Linked DNA regions of Gasterosteus aculeatus: regions 1 and 2 are each linked to region 3. Evidence: chromatin contacts called from public Hi-C data. All regions are on one chromosome and are shown on one strand. Each heading gives the region's core, a stretch centred on a gene start, on an enhancer-like site or on the middle of the called end of the contact. The rest is flanking DNA. Distances are from core to core; before and after follow the strand shown.

Evidence for each region. Hi-C and Micro-C count contacts between places; a contact is called where the count stands out from the background.
Region 1: a contact with region 3 is called in a Hi-C map of skeletal muscle, with 2.4 times the contacts expected there. The contact joins the promoter of LOC120810090 here to the promoter of sox4b in region 3. A contact is called at or near these places in 2 of 6 Hi-C or Micro-C datasets (skeletal muscle and tail fin).
Region 2: a Hi-C map of liver shows a contact between it and region 3, with 5 times the contacts expected there. The contact joins the enhancer-like site here to the promoter of sox4b in region 3. A contact is called at or near these places in 5 of 6 Hi-C or Micro-C datasets (liver, skeletal muscle, tail fin and 1 more).

What each region holds. Positions count from the first base shown.
Region 1 is chr20:12,544,521-12,547,220 of fGasAcu3.hap1.1, forward strand. It overlaps LOC120810090 (transcription factor E2F3), which reads left to right and starts at 1,348. Exons shown (of 8, transcript XM_040164357.2): 1 at 1,348-1,906. The coding sequence starts at 1,628.
Region 2 is chr20:12,634,752-12,637,451 of fGasAcu3.hap1.1, forward strand. All of the region lies in intron 8 of cdkal1 (CDK5 regulatory subunit associated protein 1-like 1), which reads left to right. Among protein-coding and RNA genes, the nearest start is that of cdkal1, 79 kb to the left of the region's middle. Within about 2 kb of position 1,405, at least 7 of the 9 cell types and tissues checked have open chromatin away from gene starts, as enhancers often do. A contact at or near this core is called in liver, where this site is marked.
Region 3 is chr20:12,797,491-12,800,190 of fGasAcu3.hap1.1, forward strand. It overlaps sox4b (SRY-box transcription factor 4b), which reads left to right and starts at 1,353. Exons shown (of 1, transcript XM_040165166.2): 1 at 1,353-2,700. The coding sequence starts at 1,960.

The DNA.
Region 1 (2,700 bases), core at 98-2,597, 250 kb before region 3:
AAACCCGTTTGTGCCCCTTGAGGATGAGGTCGATCAGGACGAAGACAGTTTCTTCCAGTCGGCAGTCGGGCTCATCAACAGAGTCCGGTCCCTCACTGACTGACCGGTCACTTTCTTTCTCACTGCACACGTCACTTTCACTTGTCACTTTCTGTTCACTGGTGCACTTTATTTTTAATTTTTGAATATTCTTAACTTTGTAACTTTAACTTTTATTCCTTTATTTTTAAACTAACCCATAGCCTCATACTACTAACCCATAGCATTATATTTTATTTTATTCCTCGTGCACTGTTGTCTTGTCGTCCATTGTCGTACTGTCTGCTGTTATGCACCAACTGTCAAGTCAAATTCCTTGTATGTCTGACATATTATGGCAATAAATGTTTCCTGATTCCTGATATTCATATACTTTTAGTATTATAAACAGGCTGTCTGTGGTGGCAATTCTGGAGAACAGTATTTTCTCGCAGTCCTTCTACAATGAATACAAACAAAACATTGAGATGTGTGGAAAAATAGTATGTTCCAATTGAATTTCAAAAACATGCAGATGCTTTTCTATTGTGCCTTATGTGGGTCTGCTCTACAATTAGACCAGGTCACTGCAGGCCTTCTCTTGCAATGTAAAACATACATTTAATTTAAATACATTGGTCAAGCTGCCCTTCTGATGAGTGAATATAACATTATGCTCACTTACAGCACAATTAGCTTTGATTTCATCAATGCAATGAACTGATATTGAAAATGTGTATCGACCAGAAGCCAACATAAAACAGTGTAAAAGTAGGCTTGCAAGAAATTAGGAAGGAAGTACACAGGCCCTACAGGCCCTGGAAGGAGCTGTGCAAAACATATGCATAATTACTATATTCGCATTCAAATTGAACCAACCATGCGGAAAAGAGGTAAGAGCTTTTAGTATTTAAGTCGTTAGTCGTCAACCGGTTTTGCCAACTGATCTGAAATCAAAGCAACGTTTTATTTAGAAGAAGGTCAGCATTTAATTTAGTGCCCAACAATCATACTTTCACCCCGATGTACAAATGAGCACAAAAAACAATCCGTAGAAAGAGGGCCGGACGTTATGGAGGACATCTGACCATTTGTCTGCGACATATCTCTCCAGCAATCAAGTCTTTTGCGTCACTTAGCGTCCTGTCGGGGAACTTGCAAGGCGCGTCAGATGACGCGTCCTGTTTACATCTGCCAATGAACACGTGGCGCACCAAATAGTGAACCGCCATTGGCGAAGAGGGCTGAAATAAGGGCGGGGACTCTCCTCCGACAGACCAATAGCGCCGCGTATGTAGATTATGTTTGAAAAATTCCCGGGAAATCTGAGTTTCGCGGGAGGGCTCTTGAGCGCGTAAACCGTATCCCTTCATTCATCAGGCCGTTTCCTGAAGCCATTTCTAGACGGGGGGACGAGAGTTGCGCTACTTTTTAATCCGTTGCATCTGCCTAAATGCACTTTCTGAAGAAAAAATACTTTACCAAAGTCGATGCATCAGACTGTCATCCTTACATCGGTCTGATTATTTTTGTGACTATTTCGGAGGATTAGCAGGAACACGGGCTTGAAAGTACAGAGACAAGAAAGGGGTTACCCCGAGTACGCAAGATGAGGAGAGGGATCTCCTCGGCTCCGGACAAAGTGATTTTAACAGGGGTCGGGGGCTCTCTGGACAATAATATCATTTTAACCGCTCTCACGGATCGCCTGAACGCCGGTCAATCCAACGCGACCTATATCCAAATAATAACCACCCCACCGCCTTGCAACATTACACAGACATCGAATGTGTGTTTATCCGAACCTCAGATAAACAACATTTACACAACTCCACAGCAAGCCGGCGCAAACGGAACAGGACAACGACCCACTCTGGGGAGACCGCCGGTAATACTCTTCACAGCTCGTTTCAACGTGTTTGACATGCTACAACTAGCCGCAAAAACGCGACGAAGACGTTAGCTTGCTAGGCTAGCCGAGCTTGTTGTTCGGGCAGCTAGCGCTAGCTGCTTAGCCGGGGCATTCCCCTCGACCCTATAGCGAGGGGGCTAACTAACCACCGCTAGCTAAGTTACCCAACTGTGTTAGTTGGGTGCTATGCTGACCGCAAAGAATGTAAACGCAGAGTTTTGAGTTAGTTTTGCTTTTGCAGTAACGTAGAAATGTCTAATAGCGTGCTATGCTAACTTCATGGTGGCGCTTTTTTTAGTCCGCTTCACCTTTGCAGCCAAATGGAAATATTGGTAAGAGATGAGTAACGTTAGCGGTGGCCTAGTCGCTGCTGTTGGTGCCCTAATTTGGGGGTGAAGGGTGTAGGGGGGTGGGGGGGGGGGGGCGTTGAGCTGCTTGGACCTTAGTTACCTCGTTTATTAGCTTACTAACCGACCCGAGTGGCTTAACATGCAAGTGCGCCGTGTTACAGGGAGCTAAAGCCCCGCTGCCGTTTACCAGCCACCCGAGAGGCGTCTCGGTCCTTTCTGAACCGTCAAGCCAACTTGCATGAAGCTTAGAAGTGTGGTTAGCTTTCAGGGCTAGTAACGTTAGCAGTATTGATTTTTGAGGACAACGTTACTCGTTGGCGGCCTCGATCTTAATCTTTTTTTTTATTTTTTATGTGCCCTACATCTGTAAATGAAGTGTGACGTTACGGTGCCCTTTCGTACCAAGTTTAAGTGAAACTA
Region 2 (2,700 bases), core at 155-2,654, 160 kb before region 3:
TTCAATACTTTCCAATAGGACAACATTAAATTAAAAAAACGTTTTGAGTGAAATTAGAAGCTTTTGCAGATCCATGCACGTCCCTTTGTTACTTGTTGTTAATTCAATGGGGGGGGGGGGGTTCACAGTAGACATTTGATTGAGATTGAGGTGTAATTAATAACATTAATCAAAACCTCATTTAGTTTGGGTGTAACAATGAGGCTCTGTGCCATAGCGGCAAAGCCAATGTTAATAGTATTAGGCTTGTTAGTATTAATAATACTATATATATATATATATATATATATATATATATATATATATATATATACACGCTACCAGTCAAAGGTTTGGACACCACTTCTCATTTGAATGAATAGATAAACACATGTACAGTATTATTATTAATCTGATCTTCTTGTGCTTTTTCTGATGTAAAACGTACAAGTAGTAGGTGGTTTTATTTATTGTAGCTTCTGTATGGATACCAAAGAAAGGTTAATCTCCCAACGCGTTCTGATGGTTTGTCCGCTGTTTGCCGGCTTGATGCGTCCCGTTCATCCACAGGCAGCTGGACTGCCTCTACGCGTTGTAGGTGGACCCTCCTTGTTCTGCTGCCATGGCAGGTTGCAGTGGAGTGATTGAGAACCAGTTTTTGTTCCTCAATCACAGTGGCCGCAATTAAGATGCAGCATCATCCCTCAGCTCCTGCAGTCTGTTTCTCGCTGACGGGCCGCTGTCCGTCTCGCTGCGTCTTCTGTCCCTCCTGGTCTCCGTGTAAATATCCCATTGGTTGCGTCATTGTTGTCACTAGCTTGAGACCAAACAGACCACCGGCTTCATATACACTCACTAGACGAGTATTTAGGGCCCACGCGCACCGGCACCGCGTGTCCTCGGGCCCCGTCTGCAGTCTCACCTCTACCGCTGCTCAGTGTGTGTGTGTGTGTGTGTGTGTGTGTGTGTGTGTGTGTGTGTGTGTGTGTGTGTGTGTGTGTGTGTGTGTGTGTGTGTCTTTTATCACGTGTGTCTGTGAACAGTCTCAGTTTCTGCTAACTGGACGGGAGTCACTGACTCAGTAAAGAAAGGAGAGACTGCTTCTTTTCTTTCTTTCTTTCCCGTTATGGGAGCATATTAAATATCTTTTCTTCGGCTCTTTCTCTAGAAGTTCAAATTAACTGCCGCCATCTTTCACTCGCTTTTCTGCCGCTGTCTTCTTGTTTGCCCTCTTTTCATTCTCCCTCCGCGGGCTGGATAAAAAGGCAACACAGGGCGGTGCGTGCGCGTGCACGCGTGTTTGTTTGTGCGCGTGTTGCGTCTCGTCCTGTGATTTAGTGCCAAGCTGGCAGCGGAGACGAGTGAATAGGGGGCCCCGTTTCACACAAAGGGAGCACGGGATACACACGAACACACACTCGCAACTCCCAGTCAATGCCAGACTGCAGGCCACCAACTGCACACCTGGCATGCTGCTATTATGTCACCAGTGTGTGTGTGTGTGTGTGTGTGTGTGTGTGTGTGTGTGTGTGTGTGTGTGTGTGTGTGTGTGTGTGTGTGTGTGTGTGTGTGTGTGTGTGTGTGTGTGTGTGTGTGTGTGTGTGTGTGAGAGAGATTGTGTAAATCCAGCAGACACCATCTGCTCTGTCCTCTGTGAACTTGTCTCCACACCTCTTCCCTCTCCACGATATCAAAATACATTAAAGCCTCTGGTGAGCGTCGTACTTTTTGACTGTAGTATTCTCCCCCTGTTGCGGTATATATCTCAGTGGTACTAAATGTTCCGTATTCCGTTGTACTGCTCGATGTGTCGTATATCTTGAGCTGTGAACGTGGTTTTAGTGGTGTTGATGACTCTTAAGAACTAACGTGTGTAGTCTTCACCACAGCGCCGCTATTTAAAAGCACCATTGTACCTCCCTATACTCTATAATGGGCTCTATAATAAATCTACAATGCTATACACAGTCTTAACTACAGTTTAGGGTGACTACATAAAATGTAAACTATATGAATAAGTACTCAATAAATGATACGGTGTGACGTTGATACAGTACAACATTCATTTTGTTTTGTCACAGCAGAGAAGGCGTGTGTGTGAGACCCTTTCAGGGCACAGGAGTGAAGTTCAGCGAAGGTAACAAATGGCAAATGTTATAGTAATACAAGTTATAGAAGAATAGTAAGATTTGAAGTGAGCAATAGGTGACGTATCGCTCAGATTTTAAAGTTGATTTGGAGGTGATAGGCTTAATATCAGTTTCTCTCCGTTAAACATTAATTTGCCCTAGTCTCATTTTTCTTCTGTCAAACGTTTCTCTTCCTCTGACCCTCTCTCTTTTTTGTCTTTTCTCTCACATGAAGGCCATGTGTGTCTGTGTGGGGGAGGGGAGAGCAGCTCCACCTTCAGCCAATAGGTGGCAGTAGGACACTTAGATTCACACCCAGACCATGTGCTCTGCTCACTGGCCTTGTTATTGTCTGGTTGTCTTTACACACAGCAGTCTCGCCCCCTTCCCCCTCTCTCTCTCACACACACACACACACACCCAAAGCAGGCTTGTGCCTGTTAAAATGTTTAACTGCTGTAAGTCCTCTGACTCACATTTGGCTTTTAGTTCTTCCTCTCAAAATGCCACTGAGGGTGTGTGTGTGCGTGTGTGTGCTTCCTTTCCCGAGCACACTTCTGCTCCGTTGTTTACATACCAGCTTTGTCCTTGT
Region 3 (2,700 bases), core at 103-2,602:
AGCGACCATCCAACACAGCCTGTATCCGCCGTGTGTCTGCTTGTCCCTCCTCCCTCCTCACCATCTCATTTACTGATTTAAAGTGAAATAAGAAAGAATCATTTTTTGGGGTGTAATGCATTTGATCGGAAGAAGCAACTTGTGTCAGTATTAAGTATTAGAACCAAAAGCTACAAAAATAATAATAATGATTATGTTAACGGGGTTAGTGTAAATTTGGCATGCCAGGCTCATAAACACTAGTTTTACATGTTATCAAGACTCAGAAAGAAATCCATAAAGTTTGATAGGCAACGCCGGTCATGATCGTTTTGTTTGTTCTGCCAATGCTAGAACTTCGAACTTGGAAATGGCACTTCATCCGTGCGTAAAATGGAGAGCCGTTGCGGAAATGCGCACTGCCGTGCGTTCTGCTGTCACCTGCTCTTGTTTGTGTCACTCCACGGCAAACTGCACCCGGTGTCAGTTTAGTGAGGGTGCGGATGTGTTTGCTCGCTGAGACAATCTGCACACATCGCCACCTGCTTTTCTTCGCCTCACTTCTCTGTATGTTGTGTGACAAAGGACCGCCCAACCCCACCTCATAGAGAGAGAGAGAGAGAGAGAGAGAAAGAGAGAGGGGGGGCAGCGTCAAGCATATACAGCTTGGTTCTTTTTCTCACACCAGCTAAACGATCATGATGTCTCCATGAGATGTTGCTCTGTTTATGAGGCGCTCTATCGGAGAGGCTTAACTGTTGAACATGTTGTTGTTTCCAAATGTGTCGACCTCGATCAGTGACCACCTGTAGACAGATAATCACCTACTAAAAACAATTAAAAATGGAAGCGATCAGTAAATGCCCGCTCATTTAAGTGGTTATTATTCATAGTATTATTGTCACTATTATTACTGCATTATTCACTTATTATAGGTAATGCAGGTGTTGTGTCTCCACATTCTCTCTATTCAGTACATGTGGGTGTGGAGCGTTCATAAGCAACAACACGTAAAATGAGTTAATGGGTTAATTTCCAGGGTCTATATCTGTACTATCCAGGCATCGCAACCTCTTCTGCGCGTAAAGGTCCCCGTGTGGTAAAGCACACTTAGCTTCCTGTATAGCTGCTGGTTAACGGTAAACACACGAGCTGCTGGCGAGGGGTAAAAGCGCTTCCATAACATAAACCGGTGTCTCTTTAAAAAAAACTGAAGTTTCTTGTTGTATTCTGGAATGAGGTCAGACACGAGGCTCCTCATTGCACGCGCTGATTATTATTAGATTCCATTTTGGGCCAATCAGCGGCGAGGGGCGTGGCTTCGGCGCAAAGGCAGGGTAGTGACAGACTCCCATTGGTGGATTTTTATCGCCGTTGTAGCTCGTGAGGAAGTATAAATACCAGCAAGTGGGACCGAGACTGGAGGGCTGCTTGAAACTCGGTCTACAGATGGAAGGTGGAACTGTGTAACTCCAGGTGTCTTTTTCTCCTCCCCAGCACGCATGGCTTTTGAGTCTGAGAAGAGGGAACGGAGCTGATGCAGAGAAAAGCACTCGCGTCTCACACACCGCAGGCTTTGGGAGCTCTTTTTTTTTGGGAAGTTGCCCGAGCGCACAGACTATGTTCAGCCTGCACACGGCTGACTTGACTTTATAACACAGAGGCGAGAGACTGAGGAGGCGCAGACAACAGTGCACTCAGCGGAGAGTGCGGCTGTGCTGTCTGTGTCTTTTTTATTATCACCTCCTGGAAACTGGAAAGTAAACTGCTTTTTGTTTTTGTTTTCACACATCCAGCCTTTTAAGGCTACACGGGACTGAACGGTTCCGAGTTTACTGCGCATCCCGGGAGTGAATTGTTATATATATTTTTTAAACTGAAGAGGGGGAGAAAAAGAGCTGAGTTTGCTTTTAAAGTGAATCGCAGGACCAAGGAGAGCGAGTACGCTGCTCTCCCTCCCCGTGCGTGTAGCTGGGCGGCATGGTGCAGAAAATGAGCCACGCGGAGAGCACCGCCGAGGCGCTCTCCTTTTTCGCCGGAGATTCCAGCTCCGACTCCGGGGCGTGCATGGACCTGGACCCGGCCGCGTCGCCCCTCTCCCCGGGCTCCGCGGCTTCTTCGACCGCCGGGGACAAGCTGGGGGAGAACCCCGCGTGGTGCAAGACGCCCAGCGGCCACATCAAGCGGCCCATGAACGCGTTCATGGTGTGGTCGCAGATCGAGAGGAGGAAGATCATGGAGCAGTCCCCCGACATGCACAACGCAGAGATCTCCAAGAGGCTGGGGAAGCGGTGGAAGCTTCTCAGAGACAGCGACAAGATCCCCTTCATCCGAGAGGCGGAGCGTCTCCGGCTCAAGCACATGGCGGACTACCCCGACTACAAGTACCGCCCGAGGAAGAAGGTCAAATCGAGCGCCTCCAAGCCGGGCGGAAGCGGGGACAAGGGGGAGAAACTCAGCAGCAGCAGCTCAAGCAACACCAGCACGAAGACATCCTCCTCTTCCAGGAAGAATGGCTCCAAATCACCGAGCAGCAGCAAGTCCCACAAATCATTTTTCGGGAACAACAACAACAACAACAGCAGCAACAACAACAACAGCACCAAAGCATCACCGTTTGCCTCCGAGCACGCGCCGGAGCACCACCACAACTCTCTCTACAAGTCCAAGTCGGCCTCGTGCTCGGCGGCCAGGCTCATACCGGAGGGCAAGAAGCCCAAG